2 separate regions of the Oncorhynchus mykiss genome follow, and region 2 is linked to region 1. Evidence: chromatin contacts called from public Hi-C data. All regions are on one chromosome and are shown on one strand. Each heading gives the region's core, a stretch centred on a gene start, on an enhancer-like site or on the middle of the called end of the contact. The rest is flanking DNA. Distances are from core to core; before and after follow the strand shown. Region 1 holds the start of LOC110504819 (CCR4-NOT transcription complex subunit 6). Region 2 holds the start of hmgxb3 (HMG domain-containing protein 3).

The links. Hi-C and Micro-C count contacts between places; a contact is called where the count stands out from the background.
Region 2: a Hi-C map of liver shows a contact between it and region 1, with 3 times the contacts expected there. The contact joins the promoter of hmgxb3 here to the promoter of LOC110504819 in region 1. A contact is called at or near these places in 2 of 3 Hi-C or Micro-C datasets (blood and liver).

What each region holds. Positions count from the first base shown.
Region 1 is chr31:24,813,309-24,818,092 of USDA_OmykA_1.1, forward strand. It overlaps LOC110504819 (CCR4-NOT transcription complex subunit 6), which reads right to left and starts at 2,613. Exons shown (of 12, transcript XM_021583642.2): 1 at 2,457-2,613; 2 at 1,500-1,624; 3 at 985-1,171; 4 at 666-751; 5 at 453-557; 6 at 308-376; 7 at 2-159. The coding sequence starts at 1,611. simc1 (SUMO-interacting motif-containing protein 1) reads right to left here. Exons shown (of 8, transcript XM_036970385.1): 6 at 4,573-4,729; 7 at 4,073-4,157; 8 at 2,958-3,361. The coding sequence ends at 3,153.
Region 2 is chr31:25,199,275-25,203,809 of USDA_OmykA_1.1, forward strand. It overlaps hmgxb3 (HMG domain-containing protein 3), which reads left to right and starts at 2,805. Exons shown (of 20, transcript XM_036970479.1): 1 at 2,805-3,000. It overlaps LOC110504829 (SLC35A4 upstream open reading frame protein), which reads right to left and starts at 2,704. Exons shown (of 4, transcript XM_021583665.2): 1 at 2,495-2,704; 2 at 1,998-2,096; 3 at 1,569-1,808; 4 at 1-1,050. The coding sequence starts at 2,566. The coding sequence ends at 1,611.

The sequences.
Region 1 (4,784 bases), core at 1,363-3,862:
CCTGTAGGCTGATGATGTCAGCGCTGCAGTTCATTATCTCCTGCATGATGGACTTCTTCCTGTACTCCCAGTTGAGGGCCCAGGAGGGGCAGTAGCCGTAGAGCTGGCGTGTGGCGTACTTATCACACAGCACGTTGTAGCACATAACAGAGAGCAATGCTGAGAGGGAGGAACAGGGAGAAAAATAGGAAATAGCATCTTATTCACCTTAATGCTTTTCCCCCCTAATTTATACTTATATTGAATTGTGGTTTTGTGTGATGTGCTGGGGTACTGTGTGTACAGAGACTGTCTGCTGGCTTCTCACCAGAAGGCCTCGTCTGGTCAGGCTCCTGAAGTGCGATCCACGACCGGGACGGGGGCTGCTCTGTGGGGGCTGGGAAGACGGTTGTCCACCTTAGCCATTGGTACTTTTTATAATATCAAAAACGGTGTGAGAGAGGCAGACTTACTGCATTTGATTGAACCTGCCAGATTGTCCAGCAGGTAGTTGAGCAGTTTCCTGGTGCCATCATGCTCCTGGTACAGGCTCATGACTTCTTGTGCAAGAGGGTTTCCTGTTAGGAGTGAAGAACACAATGTTGAATGACATCAAATAAATGCCACGGGATCAACAATGGGGTCTCTAGGACATAATTGTTACCAAGACGATAAGCCACACTCACCTTTCAACCCCAGTGTTTGTAACTGAAACAGTTTCCCCAATTCAAATGGCAGAACCCGCAACTGGTTGTTATTTAAAAGCAGTTCCCTGTTGAGGGCGGACACATGGAAACGCAAGTGTCAGAGACTAGCCCCCCTGACAATACAGCCCCTTCCTCAACCTTCCCATAAACCATAAACACATTGACCAGTCATCAATACAGGCAAAAGCAAATCTGTGAACCAAACAGGCTTTTTAAAATGGGACAATGGTTATTTTCAGCACCAACCAGTTACAAGCCCAGTTTAGATCAAAGTGAATCATGGTTCCCAGCGAATCACCTGAGAGACACCATGTTGCCGAGCTCTGCCGGCAGGCTCCTGATCTTATTGGACGATAGATCCAGGTACAACAGGTTGTGTAGTTTGGCAATGTCGGGTGGGATGCGTGACAGACAGTTGTCAGCGATGTGTAGGGCAGTGAGGTGGGTCAGAGTCCACAGAGACGGGCTCAGGCTCCTGACATTACCTGGAGACAGAAATGTGGAGGGGGGAGACCGGTAGATGAACATACACTGGTGAGTCAGGTCTCTGTTTGATGGCTTTCTATGCAAAGCAGATACAGGTTGACTTCTACCCAATTTGAATGGACATAAGTAAACACTCATGCTGGACTTCCTGGTCGAGACAAAATGCAGGCCTATAATAGAGGCCCTTATCTTCAAAGGATGACGAGAATGCTGGTCACGTTACAAAAAAGGTTGAGAGAAACTGGCCTAGACTATCCCCACATGCTGAGTCCTAATATGAGAACAGCACCCCTCCACAGCCTCCGGGCCAACCCCTGCCGTGCTCACCAGTGATTTCCAGCTCAGGCCAGTAAGACTTCTTTCCATTGGCTGCCTCCTCAGTTGACATGATGGTGTACATCCGCCTGGGGTCTGGCGGGTCATATTTTTCTTTGGGCATTCCTGCTGTAACACTGTGTAGAAAAGGTTTAATAACTATTAACATTATTCACTGATAAAATACATGCCAAACACCTTGAGGTATACATTGTGCAAATCTAAACTTTGCAAACACGCACAGGCCGGCCATTCAGCACATCCTTGTAACTTTTCAAGAGAGTGTCACTTGAGTTTGACAACTTCTGGAAATGAAGCACAAGAAAGATGTGGCTATTATTGGCTGGCAGTTACTAATTTCAGAAATAATTAACTCAGTTACAATGTCATAAGAATGTATTGTTTTACAGATTACCGCCCAGTGATTTAAATAAAGTTGTATTTATGTAATATTCATGGCATGACATACGTTAAGTTAACTAACTAGCTAGCTACACACCAGGTCGCACAAAGCAATAACCACAATCACCAGCCAATTATAACAAATTGGCTGGCCAGCTTATTGAGTGGCGCGTTGAAGCCATAAAGTCAGGAAAACAATAGCTAACTGGCCTAACATGTTAGCTAGGGGCTAGGTAGCAAGTTAGCCAACGGTCATTAATACCGAATAACTTCGCGAGAATGATAGTTAGCTAACCAATTAATTAAGATAAGGTTCGCGTAATTATTTTATAACTGACCATAACACGTGAGCTAGGCTAGCTGAGCAACAACAAACGTTAACTAGCTAACTCACTTATGTTATGGCTAACTAGCAAACCCCCGCTGAAAGCTAGATAGCCACATTTTTCTAACCTGTCCGACTTCATATGGCCAGGTAAGGTAATATCCACGCAGTAGTAATTTGAAACACGAGTTGTGGATCTATCTCATCCAAATAAACTCGTCGCTTGTGTTGATTTTTTTTACCTGCAAACGCATACCAACTCGCGAGGACGTGCTCGTGCTCTTTTGTTTCTACTTGCTTCACTCGCTTCCGCTGCTGTATCACAGGGAGAAAACAAGCATCATGGCGACTGTCAGGACTCTTTTTTTCCTTCTCTACGATGACAACGCTTGATGCTATTGGCTGGCTTTTGGACGGACCGCACCATATGTGGTTGAACCAACGACTTTGGGTGAACATTTATGGACCAAACGCAACTTCAGGGGTGTGTTCAAGAATCAACAGCTGTTAATCAAACTGATATGATATCACATGGCTCTGAACTTATGAGGTGAACCATTCATTGGTCATTATAATGAGCAAATCATGGCCACTGTAATCCAACTCCTAATGAAGGGGCAGGCTGAGCTATACACTAAACTATGTTCTTCATTCACTTGTTTCTTCACTTGACTGGAGACCATGCAAACTATCAGCATATGGGTCTGGAATTACTGGCTTACTTCTTCTGATGCGGGATTGGATGCAGTCAGACTATCTACACAGGTCCCACCACTACTACATCAATAGCAAACATAGATAAGACAATTAGTTAAAAAAATAATAAATATTTATTTAAAACAATTCATTGGGGGAAAGATTAGAAAACTGAATGAATCATTACAAAAATAAATAGAAATCATTCAACAGCCGCTCGAACCAAAGCGCTGAGCTTATCGTCAATGGGCGGAGGCCAGCAGATGATCCTGCAGGTAGGTGAGGGACTCGTGGACGTGTGGAGGCAGGTCTTGGCCCAGGTCAGCCTGGGCTCTGGACAGGATGGCCTCTATAGCCTCCTGGACCGCCAACCGCGACAAAGAATCATTCACTGTCTGGATTGGAGCACGACCGTAGCCCCCTCGCTCGGTGACTGCAGAGCGCAGGTGACCTGGAGGTTTCAAGGGGTCAAAGTGCAGATGGGTTAGGACATGATTTCCCAAACTAAGGGTCGTCTGATTTGAAAATAGGTTTGCGAGAGAAATCTTGCTTGGTTCATAGAACCAGGTTGTCTAACCTCCGGTAGCCACTAGATGTGGTTGTAATAAACAGAGCGGTTTCTGTTTTCATCCTACAAAATGTGGCTCTATCTTTGAACGGTTTAAGCAACAAAATATAATGACCCCCATCACTGAAAGACAAGACTCTCAGGAAAAATGTGTCTTCTATTTCCCTCTGCAATGCCCACAAGTCATATTAGAACAGAGTGGACAAGATTAGGCACAAAATCAGACTGGGAAATATATATGTTATTTTCAACACAGAAGATCATACACAATGATTGCCTGGTGATCTTCTGAACTTCCCAAAACCTTTCAAATACATTTCATTTACTTCAAACCATACTTCCGTCAGACTGAAATACTCTCAAAAATACTTCAGACTGATTTTATTATAGACTGTCAGTCCCAATAAAAAAAAAGAACATGGTGGGGTTGCAAATTCTTTAAATATCAAAATGGGGTCGTGGGTCAAGAAAGTTTGGGAACCCCTGGGTTAGGAGGACAAAACTAAGGGGAAAGCCTAAAGAGGCTGTGACCAACTTAAAAGTTAAACTGTTCAGGAATGCTCGTTTTGATGGGTGAATCGTTCAGTGACCCACCTTTCATCACTTCCTCATAGCTCAGCAACAACATCCATAGTAGTTGGACCAACTCCTCCCACTTCTTCCAGCTCTCAGCTCCATCCTGAAGAACAAGAGACGGACTGAGCCTATGCTACATACCTTTGACTTCTCATAATATTTTAGTAAAGAAATTGGTCCGTGTACTGTTTTTTGAGATGCCATAGAAATTAACATGACTTCCTTCATCAATTCAAAATCGAGTGCTTGTACTCACCTTAGAATCAGGTGGGAGGATGGCGTTGTGCAGTACTAGTACTCACCGTAGGGTCAGGATGGCGTTGTGCAGTACTAGTACTCACCGTAGGGTCAGGTGGGAGGGTGGCGTTGTGCAGTACTAGTACTCCCCGTAGGGTCAGGTGGGAGGGTGGCGTTGTGCAGTACTAGTACTCATCGTAGGGTCAGGGTGGCGTTGTGCAGTACTAGTACTCACTGTAGGGTCAGGTGGGAGGGTGGCGTTGTGCAGTACTAGTACTCACCGTAGGGTCAGGTGGGAGGGTGGCGTTGTGTAGGAAGTGTAGCAGCAGACTCAGAGACATGGGCAGAGGGGTCTTCTGTGGACTTGCATGGTGCAGCAGGTGCTCTATCAGCTTACACCTCAGTAGTCTGCTCTCCAGGGTCTCCAGCATCAGCATCCTAGGCAAGAAAGGAGAGGTGAAGCGTTGATGCTGTCTGTCTCTACACAGCAAGC
Region 2 (4,535 bases), core at 1,555-4,054, 390 kb after region 1:
CTGCACTATATTGTATCTTTGACATTTTACTTGGCAGAGGAAATGATAAATACCCATACTGACAATCATAGCACCACTCAAAGTGTTGTGTAATGTAGACGTATTACCCAAACCCAACTATTTATGAGTCCACCAATGATATATTGAAGGAAAGACAAGTATGAATACGGCAGAATTCGATTAAACTGGAAAACAAAGGCTAGTTGAAAAATAGGCAGTGTGCATTATGAGTAGCAAATAAACCAGTGACAATGTGATGGAAGGGTCTGCAAGACTCACCTAACGTACAGCTTCTATTGCATAATTTTATCTTCAAATAACTAAAACTATTTGGGACATTAAATGAAAAATACTGAATCACTAAAGTAAAATTATATATATATATATATATATATATATATATATATATATGCATCGTAAAAAAAACATTCCAACCTGAATGTCAATGCATCATCTGGTAAATAATGCTGCCAGAGATTGTGGTGGAGCAGTGGAATGAGAGTTCAGCAGAGGTCCACTGTCCATAACACAGGTATGTTCAGGCAGAGTCCTGCTACCTGTAGTACAGCTAGGCTTCCAGGCTGATCATAGACGTAAAAAAGAAAAAAGGGGGTGAACCGTAGGCCCAGTAGAACCCAGGATAGGAGGGTGTTGACCAGCATAGACCAGAAGATGACAAATAGCCTGACAAATAGTACTGACATCAGCAACCCGTTAGCTGCCTGCCCTGCCACAATGGCCCACACCACCCCTGAGTAATCCTCCAGGAAACCCTGTTCTCCCCCCCATGCTGGAGAGGTGGGAAACCCAGTTGATGGCCACTCCAAACACATGCAGGTACAGGGGTAGTCGCTGGCTCTTCAGCAACCGCTCTGTGTAGACAGCTACTAGCCCTGAGATGAAATAGTAGACCAGCACAAGGCCTCAGGCTATGATGTGAAGGCTGGGACTCACCTGGTCCTCAGCCTAGGGACAGGGAGATGTGCAGGGCAGACAGGTACCCAGTCAGGAGCAGAGTGGCCAGGAAGACTCCCCTTCATCCACCACCTGCTGCAACAGGAACCCAGACCCCATGTTCTGGATCACACTCATTCTCAGTACGGTAAGTCACTAACACTCCTGAATAACTAGTATATGTCTGAATATACAAATATCCTGACCTTAAGTCTTAACATCTAAATTAGCAACAAATCCCATAATTTTGGCCAAATCTATTCAAGGTATGTTTGTATTTTAAGATGGTAAAAAAGGTATTTCTGCTCAGAAAACAAAAAAAAGGCCTAGATGGCTGCACCAGGCAACGTTACTAAGGCAAGCAGTCAAACACCCCTGCAATGTAACCTTACACTCAAGGCACATAACCTTATCCACTTTATAATCTGATCAGCAGAGAATAAAATATATTTTCCCAGGGCACTGACAGATTTACCCTTTAACATTTGCACAAAACCCAAAGCAAACTCACTCTTTCACACCAAAATCCAGTTAAAACCAAATATAATTTTTTACAGTATACAAAGGAGAGGTTTGAGCCTCTGACAAAGAGACATGGTGATTGTGCCACACACCTCAGGCAGTTAGAAGATGAAGCCTAGGCCTGGTTCTTCCCATTACTTGGGTCCTTTTCTAAACAAACTCATATAGTCTTTCAGGGTGCTTTCGATGTTGGGAACCTGATAGTTCTGTGCAGCGTAGATGCCTGTGAATGTTCCCAGTAGCACTCCTATGAGAGCTGAGGAGCGGAGCTTGGCCACCATATAGCCAGCCAGGAAGCCCTTCAGGAAGGGAGATGCCAGCACAGAGCCCCCCTGAGGAAGAACAGGAAACAGTCAGGACAGGATGCACACAAAATACAAAAATATGCCTTGATATTACAACTCTTTAATGATAAATAATTAATAGTTGATCCTTTATGATTTTTCAGGACTGAGTATGTCTGCTGTTCTGTTTCATAAGGTGAAATTTCATCTACTTTTTAACTTTGGATAATAACATACCTGCGGGATTCCTTCTGCAAATTCACTCTGCACACGTTTCTGGATGTCTTCCAGCTGATTCTTGAGCTGGTTGAGATCCTTCATCTGTTTGAAAGGATCCTAGAACACATACAAATAAGTTATACTTTCAATTAATACAATGAGCATAGGTAACACTGACTGGCACCACACTGCCTTTTACACCAGCATCAACAAAACACCAAATTATGGAATTTATCGTGGAAGAATTGTGTCGCATTGCTCCAGTTAAAGACACATGTAGAATCTATGCCAAGGCGCAGTCAAGCTGTTCTGGCGACTCATGGTGGCTCAACGCCCTATTAAAGACACTTTGTTTGTGTACCTGTATTGTATTTATTTTTCTACACACCCGAATACCAACAAACTAGCCTGTCCGGTTTTGAGTTAAAGCATGTTGCTGTAGGAAGAGCTCGATCATGCTGTTCTAATATATATATATAGAAAATAATACGATTGAGGCAAAAATCACTTCTCACCTTGTCATCCGCCATTTTTGCTCGATTGAATGTTCTGTGATCTACTCGTATGCCTGGAGTGGAAAGCAACATCAGAGCAATTTATCTTGCCTGGAACATTATTTGCTTTTGCCTAAAGTTGTACTGATTGCAAGTCAGTTGAGCTATTTTACCTCTTGCTCATCAAGTTGGATATGGACAGGGTACACTGATCCTAGATCTGTGCTTTATGGAAACGTCTACCTCTTCCAGCTTTCACGTGTCTAAAACGTATTTTCTGATTGGCCTTTTTTTGTTCATTCCTTCACTGGATTGGTTGACAACCATAACAACACAGCGCCATGTTTGCTGCAAGACTAGGACAAATCGAGTGCTTTGAGGCCCTTAGATTAAAAACGAAGTAGCCCAGTTTAAGGCAAAATATAGAGAAATATACTTATTCTAGGCAATGTGAGCGATGCAGTTCAGTTTCAGCGTCGCTTGAAGCCATCTCAGATCTAGTTTGAGAGTTCTTCAGGGCAACAGAGGTAAGGGTTCAACAAGGAGGCTTCTCATTGGATAATTCGCCAAATCAGTATTAGGATACACGAATTATCAGAGAATGTCATGGGAGGGAGAGTAATTAGAAAGTTGTATCCGCTGTGTTGTTGTTTTCCGTACTTTATTTGCAACTTTTGTATGTTTGCATTTAACTCTACTTCACGGTCGTTTCCCGGGAATGTCCATAGTCACATTTTTCCCCACGTGCACTGCAGTGGCGGTCGGTGCCTTAAATTGAGGGAGCACGATTCTTATTTTTTTATGAGCATGGCTTTATTTATATTACAGCATATTGGATGACTGTCAATCATATTCCATTCACCCAGTTCAATGTGACATCAGTTTAGGCTACTACATGATACAAACATTTTCCGTATATCCATCATGACGTTGCTACAACCAAGCCTATCAATGGAAGTTCACAACATAAGTACACACAGGTCGAGAGAAATGTACTAATTGAGGGTGTAATTCACAGGAGGCTGGTGGAACCTTAATTTGCGAGGGCAGGCACATAGTAATGGCTGGAATTGAATTAAATGGTTCCATGTGTTTGATACCATTCCATTTACTCCATTCAAGGCATTATGAGCTGACCTGCCCTCAGCAGCCTCCTGTGGTGTAATCATTAGTCCAACAGTTGTAAACGAGAGTTTCTAATGGACAAATTCAGGTATGTTTAGTTCCGTTTGCTTCCGTTTTCAACAGTATCGGCAGAATGAAGACCCCATGAGTACACGTAAACACTGTTCACTTTCATAGCAGCCACGTTGTATTCATTCTCGCATCTACGCACCGTCCTCATGTTTTCCCTTCGCTTGTGGACTTCTATGCACAACACATCATCTGTATGTGACCAGCCGAAAAAACCTTTCCTAACCAAACCATATCATAATGGCTACACAGTCTACATCGTTGTCACCATATTAAAGTAATATCATAATCAACATAGCTAATAGAACTAGTGTTAAGTGTTAAGTGTTAATAAACCCGCAACAATCATGCAGTAACGTCAGTAAGAAGTTTAGCAGTTACACCGGCCGGCCCCGATGGCAATAAATTAGTCAAACCAAAAGCTTACCTTGACTTGGAAGAGTTCCCGTTTTGTGTTGGATAGCCATAGCCAGCTAGCTAACATAGGATTGAGCTGGTGTTTGAGTAGGCTAAACTAGCTAGCTGCATTCGCTAGCTAAGAAAGTGAAAAGAATGATGAAATATCTCTCTCTTTCTCTTGCTTCTCCTTCATTTTTGAAGAAATTGGTTCAAAGCTGTTCAACTATTGTCTTTCTCTCTCTCTGAGTGAACTACTCACCACGTTTTATGCACTAGGTGGACAATGTGTCAGTTCATGCTGCAAGAGCTCTGATAGGTTGGAAGATGTCCTACAGAAGTTGTTATAATTACTGTATAACTTTTATAGAAGGTGGTGAGAACCATGACCCTCCTAGGTTTTGTATTGTCAATGTACTCAGAGGAGGATGGAAGCTATCTGTCCTCCAGTTACACCATGGTGTTACCCTAC